2 separate regions of the Gossypium hirsutum genome follow, and region 1 is linked to region 2. The links are chromatin contacts, called in public Hi-C maps. All regions are on one chromosome and are shown on one strand. The core of a region is the stretch at or near the end of the contact, and the rest is flanking DNA. Distances in the headings are between cores, read along the strand shown.

The links. A called contact is a pair of places that touch in the nucleus more often than the background predicts.
Region 1: a contact with region 2 is called in a Hi-C map of hypocotyl, with 2.8 times the contacts expected there. The contact joins the promoter of LOC107962256 here to the promoter of LOC107900639 in region 2. A contact is called at or near these places in 12 of 34 Hi-C or Micro-C datasets (anther, callus, hypocotyl and 2 more).

Annotation. Positions count from the first base shown.
Region 1 is chrA06:100,303,729-100,309,988 of Gossypium_hirsutum_v2.1, forward strand. LOC107962256 (calmodulin-binding receptor kinase CaMRLK) reads left to right here and starts at 4,135. Exons shown (of 2, transcript XM_016898572.2): 1 at 4,135-5,861; 2 at 6,128-6,260. The coding sequence starts at 4,475.
Region 2 is chrA06:100,092,097-100,099,105 of Gossypium_hirsutum_v2.1, forward strand. It overlaps LOC107900639 (CBL-interacting serine/threonine-protein kinase 20), which reads right to left and starts at 3,350. Exons shown (of 1, transcript XM_016826307.2): 1 at 1,775-3,350. The coding sequence starts at 3,184. The coding sequence ends at 1,862.

The DNA.
Region 1 (6,260 bases), core at 2,885-5,384, 210 kb after region 2:
GCAGCAAATAAGGCTTAGATTGGATAGGGTGTGATTAGTTTCGATAAAATTAAAAATAGTGGTAATAGTGAAATTAGTTATTATAATAAGATAAAAAATATATTTGTATTCAATCATAACGTGATTACTTGAATGATAATAGAAATATAAAACAACCATTAAAGACATTAAATTAAACATTTTATATAATTGAACAAGTTACTTATTTAAATTTTCAATAAATTATTAAATGTTATTAAAAGACTGACACTTATTCAATATATTGATTAAAACATTTTATTTAATTACTATATAATTTGCTGATACATGATACAATAAGGGAAGAAGACGATGAGGAGATTACGGTAGTGCAAAGGAGGCATGTTCACCTAAAGAGATCGAGAGCCAAAGCAAGGACAAGAGAACAGACTGATTAAGAAGACACTTGCACAAAGTAACTTTAGGGTGCTAGAAGATCGATCCCTTCTTCATCGTTTGTCAAAGGCATTGTTGCCAATACAAGAGAACGTGAGTTCGAGTGTGCTGAAGTGCATTATCCTCCTATTTATGAGATTGTTCAAAATAAAAGTATAAAAGAAAATAAAAGGGAAAATAACAATAAGCAAGAAGGATTGATGGTAATAAGTAAAAGAATAAGGGTATAAGTGTAAAAAAACCCATCGTAGAGATGTAGAATTTTCATTGGAGAACTCTAGTAACCATCCGTGCGTTGGTAAAAGATTTCACTTCACTAGACCTAGCAATTTAAAAGAATTGCAGCAATGCAACTGAGCAAAAAAAAAAAAGAAAAGAAAATGACTCTAAACCTGTCGCACTGGAGGTAAAAGTGCATCTCAAAACAGCCTAAATTCGAACTCTAATTTTCTCAGCGCCAACAAAAAATTATCGACTTATGTTTTTTGACAAAGTTGTGTTAAATTAAGCCATAAGGATCGACTAATATAATGCGGTAATCATAAGAGCTCTCCAATTTGAAGCATAAAATTAACTTTTTTCTTTAATAACTTTTTCACTCAGTGTTTTATATTAATCATACAAATGGAATTATCCAGAAGTAAGGATTTATTAAAAATAGTAGTTGAAATGTGAAGAAGCATAAGCTGAATTTGTGCAAAAGTTGAACAAAAATTAAGGTGGATGATGTGGTTAATTAGAGAGAATGGTTGGAATACATGAAGTGTGATTGTTTTGAAAGTTTGAGTCAAGGTGTTTGAATGAATCATCTCTCTCATTTAATTGATAAAAGTTTATTGGCTTTTGTTTGTCAAAAAGTTACAGAATAATGGTAGTGGAGCCGCTCCCATCACTAACATACAATAATTCCTTAATTATTTATTTGTCCATTGCTTCAGGATGGCGATGTGGTTGGGGTTCGTTAAGGATTTTTTAAATTTCCTCAAACAACAAATATTCTTCATCATTAGTTTTCACACACATTCTTTGGGACTCTTAACATTAGTTTTTTTAACTGGATGTTAAAGGTTGTAATTCCAATAGGCACGTAGCACGATAGCTGAAACCAGTCATTAACAAATATATTCCACTGTACCGTGCGCAGTCGATAAATTCATGTTAAAAATATCTGATAATAAACATATTGGATTGGCAACGAAATCTCGAAATTTATAATTGAAATAATTGGGTTTTGCTCATTCTTGTCGGCTCATCCCTTGAAGGTTTTCTAAAGTGAGAAAACAAGCATGAATCTTGTGCACAAAATGAGGCCATAAGAGACGGAAGAGGTAAATACAGACTTACTTCAATGCATTGCAAGTTAGAAGCAAAATTTATGAATTGAGGGTCAAAGACCCTTTATTGGTAGCAAAATAGAACAACGGATGCTTTAAGACCATATACTTATATATATGTCCAAAATGGAACACTGAAATAGAATAATGACCCAAATATGGATCCTACGCGTGAGGGTTTCATCTAAAGGGCACCATTGTTTGCCCGTATTGACGAGGAATTGAACTCTTCTTATTTTTTATTTTAATTTCTCAGACAGCTAGACCCTCATACATTTGAACAGTCAAACACCCAGCATTTGTATTGATCCGTTTATCACATATATCAAACAAAATAGCAACCATGAAGTGTAGTGTAATGATTGGGAGTTTGATTTCCACTCATAAAAATTGTGACCAATCATTTAACTCTTTGAAAAGCATCTAAAAGAATTAATCACACTATCAACAAAGGATAATCTAATTACTAAAAAAAAAAAAATACACCTCCCCTCATAAAGAAAGTAGTATTGCAAATGCTGAAGCATGCTTCCCCACCCATACCTTCTGTCTTTTATCACATCTTCGTACTCATCTACTGCTTCTTGATCAGTTCAATCATCCAAAAAGGGGAATCCACTCATATTTTTCATATATAGAGAGAGAGTTTATTTTCTAGTGTCTTTTGATCAAGTATATAGCATATATCACATATACATGTAAATATATGTACCAAGAACATATTTATATTGATATGAGAATAAAAAATTTAGTATTAATTAATTTATACAAATTAATTATCTTATTTTATTTTTAAATATATTTATGAAGAAAAAATATTAATATAAAAAAGTAAATGAAATTTAAATAATCAATACTGATACTAATAGTTACAAACTAATGTAAATCAATAATGATATTGAGCTAACTGAAGTAAATTAGAAGATGAAGAGAATAGTGGTTCACACAATAAAGAGGCGAGTTACTGGTGGAAGTTTGGGTAAAGTGTTGGCTTTTTTTTTTTTTTTTGAAGATCTTCTCATTAAGCTGATAATGTCTCCTCATTATGTCGTTAAGGTGACTTGGTGTGATGTAAGTATAAAATGTATTAGTGATGGATGATATTTATCTCCTCAGACAAAATTTATCCAATGAAGTGACTTGGTCTGGCGTAGTCATGCTTAGAAACGAGACATTGGTCTGAACAAAGCAGTCTCTGAATAATGTATGCACAATAAAAATTAATTTATACAATTATTTTTTCTCTTAAAATTTCAACATATTAATTCTTTTTCCTTGATGTAAAGTTCTAAATGCATATTTTGTTTTGGTTGGAACTAAAGTATATACTAAGTCCATTTTACTTTTATGGTTAATAAAGAAAATTTATGAGAGAATTCTAATTATCCGTCCGAGTTGAAGCATGAAGTTTTTTTAGGATCAAAACTTAATTATATATTTTTATTAGAATTGAAATGTAATTTTATTACTATACTCATATATTTATAATTTTTAAAATGATTAAATCAATATTTTATTTTATTTTTTAGTAGTAAATTATATTTTATCCTTTTATAAAATTTTCAAGGTTGAAATGTATAATTTTTCATTTTAAAGGATCAAATCGTTGAGGTAAAAGTACTATTAAACCTCATTGTCATATCTTAGGTTACATTTTAACTTCTTTACTAAAAAATAGATAAATTAGTCATTGTACACTAAATAAATGAGCAAAAAGATCCTTCTATTAAAATTTGGTGTTTATATCTAAGGTATAATAAAAATTTTAACCCTTAATCTTTACAATTTATTCAATTTGACCCCTACTCTTTTATTGGAAGTAAATTATAAATTGTTGAAACTAATAAGGCTAAAGGGTAAAAAAGGTATTAGCAATATTTTTAAAAAAAATCAATTAAACTCTTTTAAAAATTTTAAAAAATCATTAAAATTTACAAGCAAAATTTATATAAAAATGTTATAAAAATTTTAAAATTTTATTAAAAAACAATGCCAACATATTAAAAAATATATTATAACCATTAGATTTTAATGCATTGGTATTGTTATTTTTTAATTAAAATATATATAATTTTTTAATAATTTTATGATTTTTTAATAATTTTTAAATTTTTAAAGGGATTAATTGATTTTTTTCAATTTTGTTATTAAAGCCTTTTTGACCATTTAATCTTATTAGTTTCAATTTTTTCTAATTTACTTATGATAAAAGAGAAAAGGTCAAATTGAATAAATGTATAAAAATTAATGACTAAGTTTATTATTATACCTTATATATAAATATCAAATTTTAAAAAAAGAGTAGTATTTTTCACTCATTTAACATGCACAAGACTAATTTATTCAATAAAAGAACTAAAATGTAATCTAGAGAGGATTTTGTGGTACTTCCCGTAAAATCGTATAATCAGAGGAATGGGCGCATCAGCGACTGGTGATATTTGTGACAGTATGAGTGAGGCGTGAGTATAAGATACAGTCAACCCCATCAACAGTCTAACACATTACACACCGTTAACTGTTCCCTCCTCTCTTTATAGTACACCCACTGCCGTTAACTTTTGCATCTCCTCCTACTTCACTAACTTTATTTTGCCTCCCTCTAACCCATCAAGTAGTATAAGACAATCTATTCCATATAATTATTCACTTCCTCTTCTTCTACCTTTGTGTAAGCGTGGACATGCGAAAAACTGCAGCCAAAGGTCGAAGCTTGAAGTGAAGAAATGGAAGTTGTGGCCAGATTTATACTTGTCCTTTCCCTGGTGGTAGCGGCCCAATCTACATGCAACAGTACAGACTACGCACTGGTTTCTAAAGCTTTTAGATCAGTCTCTGGGTTCAACATCTCTTGGTTGAAATCCCACGACCCCAACTGCTCTTATCCTCCAATAAAGGTACTCGACTTTTCTTCAAAGAATTTAACTGGTACCATTTCATGGAAATTTCTCCGCAAGGTTTCACAGTTGCGCACCATTGATCTCTCCAACAATTCTCTTCAAGGTTCTGTTCCAGATTGGTTTTGGTCTATGCCCACACTCGTTGAGGCTAGTCTGGCGAGAAATAAGTTTGGAGGGAGTATTGGGTTCGAACCCACCTCGGGAAATGGTTCGTCTTCATCGATGCAGGTGTTGAACCTTTCGGATAACAGGTTCACCAACTTGGTTAAACTCTCTGGCTTTCCCAACCTTCAATTTCTTGACCTTTCCCACAATCATCTTGGTGTTCTTCCTTCTGGGTTCACCAAACTTATCAAGCTCCAGCACATGGATATTTCTAGTTGCAAGATTTCGGGCAGTGTAAAGCCCATTTCAGCTCTTCGTTCCTTGAATTACTTGGATGTATCAAACAACTCCCTGAATGGTACTTTCCCTTCTGATTTCCCTTTAGTCAATAGCCTAAAGTTCCTAAACATTTCGCTCAACCACTTCATCGGTTCAGTTGGGTTTGACAAGTTCCAAAGATTTGGCAAATCTGCTTTTATTCGTGGTGGGGATTTCGTTTTCAATACTTCAAAAAGAGCACCAAACCATCGCATTAAAACCCATTCCTTGACCCCAGCTCACAAAGTCTTTCAAAAACATGTACCCCTCAAAAGACATAAACCCAAATCAAAGACCAAAGCTTTGGTCATTGGTTTGTCATCTTCATCAGGGTTTCTACTGGCTTCCCTCGTGTTTTGCTTCTTCTTCACATATAGAAGAAAGAAACTTGCGAAGAGAAACAAATGGGCAATCTCCAACCCTGTCCAACCAAATTTCAAGATCGAAAAATCAGGACCCTTCTCTTTCGAGACTGAATCGGGCTCATCCTGGGTAGCAGACATCAAAGAACCGACATCAGCACCAGTAATCATGTCCGCTAAGCCATTGATGAACTTCACCTTCAAGGACCTGATTGCCGCCACGTCACATTTTGGCAAGGAATCTTTACTTGCAGAAGGCCGATGTGGGCCCCTTTACAGAGCCGTCCTTCCAGGGGACCTCCACGTGGCGATCAAAGTCTTAGAACACGCCAGAGACATTGATCATGATGAAGCCGTGGCCATGTTTGAACATCTTTCTAGGCTTAAACACCCTAACTTGCTACCTCTCTCCGGTTACTGCATTGCAGGTAACTTGTACCCAAACTGTTATTATTATATCTCTAATCTCTGGTTTTTTTAACTAAACGAAATGTTATCGTATTAAATTGTCTCACGGGTTTGTTTGAAAATATGGAAACTTCAATCGGGATGTCGTGATTTTGTCCTGTCGAAAAACATGCATCATTACACACTTTGACATTCGTGAACTTTGGCGCTTCTTTTCAATTCTATCCATGCATTACATTTTCTTCAGCTTCCTCGTTAGTTATTTAAATATTTATAATGTTTTTAGGTAAGGAGAAGCTGGTGTTGTATGAATTTCTGGCAAACGGGGATTTACACCGTTGGTTACATGAGCTCCCAACGGGGGCGCCCAACGTGGAGGATTGGAGCACCGACACTTGGGATATGCACAACGGAATCGG
Region 2 (7,009 bases), core at 2,100-4,599:
ACTTGAAACCCAAATTTAGTGCTTGGTCTGTCCAGCACATTAATTCGACTTGACCCATTACAGGTAGTGGCCTTATCCAATGTGGCAGCATCCAGGCCTCTTGCACCATTAGCCTCATCATTAGCAGCAATGAAAGGGACTATTGGGCCTTCCATAGTAGGCCTGCTCACTTTATAAATCTCAGGCCCGACACTCTTTTTAACTCCCCATATCCGCTCCTTTCCCTTATTATTTTCCCTTATCTGCTCTGTAACTTTTCCAACATCTACCGCTTGACCTTCTGTTCCCTTATTTGTTCCAACATTCAAATTCAGATTTTCCATATTTGTCAAGGCATCAAAACGGGAGCCTGATTTTCCTTGATCCTGAAGATTCTCTTTACTGGAATTAATGTTCCTAGATTTGCGCCTATTTTTATTCTTGAAAACCATCCATGGCCAGTACGCTGCTCTGTCTTCTTCGGTTGCCCTCTTCGCCAGAATATCACTGATTTGCTCCTTTCCGGATGACGATCCCAATTGCTCTACGACACAGAGCTCTTTTGTATGGCCATATTTTCCACAAGTAAAACAAATCATGGTTAGAACTTCATATTCAACCTTTTGATGTAACCCTTTTACAAGGACTTGAGCAGTCAAGGGTTTATTGAGATTAATATAAACAGCCATTCGGACAAACCTTCCCCTAGTTCTGCTGTCTATATTGAAGTCCAAACGGACAATTTTGCCGATCATACCCCCTATTTCTTCGAGTATTCTCATTTTATACAAGAACCCTGGAAGACCTAGTAGTCTTATCCAAGCTAACACCATGCTTGGATATGCTTGAAATGGAGTGAAATCCTTTGTCCAAGGTTGGATAGTCAGGTATTGTCCATAAATCATCCAAGGTCCCTGCGACAAAACCTTAGCATAGTCATCTGGAGATTGAAACTTAGCGAGAAAATATCCATTCTCAATGTCCATGAGATGGAAAAGCATGGAAGAGGTCCATAAACTGCTTATGCGGTTGTTTAAAGCTCCATAACCAATATTCCTTCCAAGCAGTTTTATGACAACTGTTTGCTCCATTTCTTTTTATAATATTTGTTGAATCCTCTCAGAAAAATCAATGGTAGGGATTCCATTGACCATAGATCTATGTATGTCTCCCTCCAGAATTTCTAAGTCAACATCGGCACTGAAACCAGAAGAGACCACTCCAACCTTATTCAGATCTCCAGGATTAGTCCCCAACAATTTGTCCTTCCAGGAGATTGAAGAACTAGCTCTCGTTTCCACCAACATATCAGTGATTTCCCATTATTATCTTCTTTGAATCTAACTTTCTTTGTGTTAGGATCATCATCCACCCGCACTCCGCCACCATATTCAATCACCAGCAGAAAACAGATACCATCAACATCCAGAGCGTTTTCCATTCTAAAATATACAAATTTTTAGTAAATGAATATGAAACTATTTTATATCTAACTAAACTTTTTTTCTCATGTTATGTGTTATTATAGTGTTTAACCACAATCCATCTCTCACATACATATTCGAAAAGAAATATCTCTCTCACATAATTCTAATATTAATTCCTGCCCTAAATTTATACAACTTAATACTAATATTTATTTATTAACTAAATTTAACTACCAGTAATTTTTAACTAATAAAAGGAAAATTACAAAATTTGAGAGAATTTTAGTAGAAAGGTTAATTTGTTAATTATTTACACATCTTCTTACATTCATAAACTAAAATTTGGAGCTTAATTACAAAAGGCGAGAAAAGAAAAGAAATTGAAATTCGAAGAGGGTAAGAAGCTCCCTAATTAGCTGCTACCACAGTATAGTTGTTGGTTGGAATACGAAAACTCAAACCAGGTTCTGGGTATAATTGTTGCTGCCTTGCCAAGCCCACACTATATCCTTGAGCGACGGCTTCAATTCTTTGTTACAGAAATTCTTGTATTCCAAAGTATCCCCAGCAGTTTTCTTCAACTCCACCACATAAAACGAAGCGGTAACTTCAAAGATCTCAGCATCTATACCAAGCTGTCCCTTTCTCCCTTCCTTACTGCCTTGCAATTTCACCTTCCCATCCTTGTTCTTGATGCTAAAACTCTCGGTCTGGGCTATTTGTTGAAATTTTGAAACGATATCGCTGGCTGGTTTTCTAGTGGTGAACCGTGAGCAATCCCTTTGGTTCAAATCTTTCTCAAACAAACCTGATAAGTTTAAACCTTGTGAAAGAGATATAATGTCGAAAGCATTGAAATAACTCGGCCTAACCGGGCTTCTCGGCTCCCAAGAACCAGAACTATCGTCGGTAATTAACGAGTCTAAGGTACAGGGTTGAGGGGATGGTGGTAGGATATCAATATGTTTATACCCTTTCCTAAACCAACAATTTTCCATTAGCTTAGCCACAGTGATTCTTTGGATTGGATTGGGTTCAAGAATCCTAGAAAGAAGCTTCCGAACTTGGGGAGAGAACCACTGTGGGCACTTGAATTCTCCTCTACTTATCTTTCTATACAGTTCCATGAGATTGGAGTGTTGAAAAGGGAGAAAACCAGCCAACAGAGCGTAAAGAATGACTCCACAAGACCAAATATCAGCCTTGGCTCCGTCGTAGCCTTTGTGGTGAATGACTTCGGGTGCAACATAAGCTGGAGTTCCGCAAGTGGTGTGAAGAAGCCCATCTTGTCTGCTTGATTCTATAAACGCACTCAGCCCAAAATCCGAAACCTTGAGATTCCCATTTTCATCGAGGAGGAGATTCTCGGGCTTCAAATCCCGGTGATAAACACCTCTGCTATGGCAGTAATCAACGGCAGCTATCAATTGCTGGAAATAGCGTCGGGCGTCATCTTCCTTGAGCTTCCCTTTAGCGATCTTGTTGAAAAGCTCACCGCCTTTAACATATTCCATCACGAAATATATCTTTGATTTGCTAGCCATTACCTCATAGAGTCGAACAACATTGGGATGTTTAACGAGGCGCATAACTGAGATTTCACGCTTGATTTGATCTATCAAACCTCCTTTCATTATCTTCTCTTTATCGATGGTTTTAATGGCGCAGCTTTCGCCGGTTCTTAGATTCCTGGCTTGGTAAACCTTGGCGAATGTCCCTTGACCCAGTAATCGTCCCACCTCAAACCTTTGCATCAATACTGTCCCTTTCTTCTCCATTTTGTGATGATCTCCCCACTGCTACCAAAATTTTAGGCTGAGGATCCTACAACCAACACACTCTTTTTGTTGTTTTTCCTGAGTTTCCACAAATCAGTCAAACTAGAAGAAAGGAGGAGAGAACAAAATCTTAGTCTGTTCAACATCTATTCTATGCCGTAGGGATGGACACAATTTCTCCTATATATAGTAAAATATTTACAGTGCTGATAAATTATTTTAGTAAAAAAATTATATGAAATCGTGATTATACATCATTTTATCTCTTTTTAAAAAGAGAATAATAAATCAAATTTTTATTTTTAATTTTTAACTTTTTCTCATGAAAAAATTTAAATTTAATTAAAAATACTAAAAATCAAGAGAAAAATTTTGATTTATTATTTTTCTATTAAAAAAAATAAGAATATCGTAAAATTATACTTTCATACCATTTTTTTTCTTAATCAGTTTTACGATGTGGATAATTTTCACCGTCATCTATGACCTACAACTATTATATAAAAGTTAAGAACCAGAGTTTTTAACTGTGAACAAGTGGAGTCGTGGCCTTCCCCTTTTATAGGCCATGGTTTTTGTTTTTTTTATATTATTTTATTATGATACCTCTACTTTTAGATTATATAAATATTTAGATTTTAATTTTGATTTTTATAATACATTTAAATAGGAGATTTCATATTTATATTTTAATTTTTTACATAATTTCTTAAATTAATATTTATAATACCATTAGTTAGTTTAAATAATTTATTCTAGTTAAGATATAGACACGAATTTTAGGAATTATTCATGCCATTAATATTTTCTTTTGTTAGATTCAAGCTCACTACAATGCTTTTTTTTCACATGACTACTAAATGAACATATATATATTTTTAATTTTATAGTGTCAAATCAACAATTTTAATAGAGAAATTTTAACGATGCTAATAGTCATATTTTTAAATTAAAAAGTAAAAAAACTAAATTCTTTAAAATTAAAATATGGAGACTAAGTTCTAAATATAAAGAGAGTACAAAATTTAAAAAATTTTATAATATTTAAATTTCAACTTTATACATTACAATTAAAAATAATTTAACCCAATGTGAAGCATGAGTTGAAAACCATAATTATTTAACATTTGGTTTTTAGTATAGATTAGGTTAAACTATGTCTTTATGTCATTAGTCCTTGTATTTATATAAAATTTTAAATTTAGTACATGTATTTTAAAAGTTAAAGATTTAATCGCCTTACTTTTTCAATTTAAAAATCTTAATATAATCATTATTGTTGTTGATAATTTTGTTAAAATTTGTGAATTTATCATATATATTTTTTATCAATCATATGTCATGCAATATGAGAATAACCTAATCAAAATTTCAATTTAACAATTTTTTATAGAAAATACTTACGATTTTAATAACTCAATTTTAACTTTTTTTAAATACCAAAATTAAACTTCAATTTTCTTTTTAAAATGAGGGGTAGTAAAATAATTTAACCAACAGGTTATTATTTGTATACGATTCTCTAGGTACACAGCTGTTTATTCGATTAAAAGCCCAACGATTAGAAATAAGTCGATTAGTAAAAACAAAATTCGAATGTTCATTTCTACGAACATAAATTTCATAGAAGCATGTAAGGTTCACATGAAAATTATTTAATACATCATACTCCGATAACTTAAGGCTGAAAGGGTGATATATGTTTCCTAAAAGGCTGAAAGAGTGGTTTATATTTCATTTACGATGTAATAAAAAGAGATAAGTAGTAACATGTAACATGTGTAGGTATTTGACTTCTTTAAAAAAATGTCGAACCTTGCTTCAAAAGTTAAAATATTTCAAAAGCTAGAAATACATTTTAAATTTATTATTATTTTTTTAACAATCTCTTTATAAATTCTAATTATATTTGCTCTTTCTAATATAATATCTAAAACTACCTATAACCTATCTTTAATCCATAAAGAGGATAATAATGCATTTCAAAGTACTTGAACCAACGTTCTCTTATATTGACAATAATGCCTATACCAATCAAACTAATACTCAATCGATAAATTTATTAATTTTAACTCAAGTGAATATATGCATTTAATTATTTTTATTTTATTTTTAATATAAAATTTTAAAAATGGTTTCAACAAGATTTAAACAATTTTTATTTTATGTTTATAAATAATATATTATTTATTCATAATAAAATATTCAAATATAAACAATATGAAATATTGCTGCTCTAATCTATCGAAAGTAGTCACAATATTATTAGATATTTTAAAATCATAAAAAAGTAATATGAAATAAAAAATCAATCGGCTGAAAGCAATCCCCACGATAAATTTGATGTATATGTCGTTTTTAGAAAATAATTAAGCTTTCAGGTTAATATTTTTAATATTTAGGGAAATAAGTTAATTTTGAGAAAAGGAAAAGAAAATGCAATGTGTATTTTGTTTCTCTCTTTTAATTTTTTTTTTGTGTTGGGTGTTTGAAATTTGGGAAGAAAGATTTATTTGTGTTTGTGTTTGATATAGACATTGTGATAGTTTTAAGATATATTTGAGTTTCCGATGATGCGATAGCGCTTAGAGACGCACACATTTCATCTGTTGTGTCGAGATGAAACCATCACTTTAGAAGCTCATCACATTGCAACTCAGGCTCTGAGTTTATAATGCTTATACGGTCACCAGTTGAATTATAACTAGGGCTCTTAGTTGGTAGTAGTTATGCAGTCATGGGTTCAAGTTTCATGATATCAGAAGATGATGCTTTATAAATCTCATACATAAGTTTGAGACTATAATCATAGAGAAAAACAAAAGGGCTTTCCAGTGTAATCAACTTATTCTTTTTCTCCATCTCCACTAAAAGTAATATCCTTAACCTAATTGTTTGAAACTTGTGACAGAGTTGGGGGCAAAAGGACTTTTAGGAGACGAGTGATTGTGATGGTGGAAAGAAAGCTAAAACTCGAAAACTCGAGTCAGAACAACAACGATTATAGTTATTAATGGGTTCTTTAATCACAACAACCGCTATCGGCCAGAAAAGACTTTTAGATCTTCTCCACTGTAACAATCACTTGTCCCCTTGATAGTCCTCTTTCCCCCAATTCCGTCACAGGTTTCGAATAGCGAGGTTAAGGATACTGCTTTGGTGGACATGGAAAGAAAGAATAAGCTGATTATACCGGAAAGTCTCATAGTTTTTCCCTATAATTATGATTTCAAACTTATGTATAGGTTTACAAAGCATCCTTTTGTGATGGCATGAAACTTAAACATGTGACTGTATAACCACCGCCAACTGGGCTTTCGAGTTATACTCCAACCCATGACTATATAACCATCGCCAATCGAGAGCCGTAGTTATACTTCAACCCGTAATCGTATAACCACTGTGATCTGGAGCCCTATTTGCAATGCAATGGGCTTATAAAATGATGGTTCCATCCTGACATGACAGATGAAATGTGAGGGTCTTCGAGTGCCACCACATCACCGTGAACTCAAACACACTTTAAAACTATCACACTGTCTCCCTTAAATACAAACACAAATAAATCTTTCTATTCAAGAATTTCAACACTAAAAAAAAAAAAGAACAATTTAGGAGAGGACCTTTTTATTTTTTTAAAAGACATAGGCCAAGAGAGTTGATGGAGTAGGGAGAGCAAAATCTCCCTTTATATAGGCAATCGGGGGAAATTTGAAAAAAAAAACAATGTGGAAGCCCAATTTGAACATCATCCCAAGATTCCTAAGTGCTAATTTTTTTTTATCACGAGTTAAGGTTAAGGTTAAGATTAAAAATGAAAGGGAA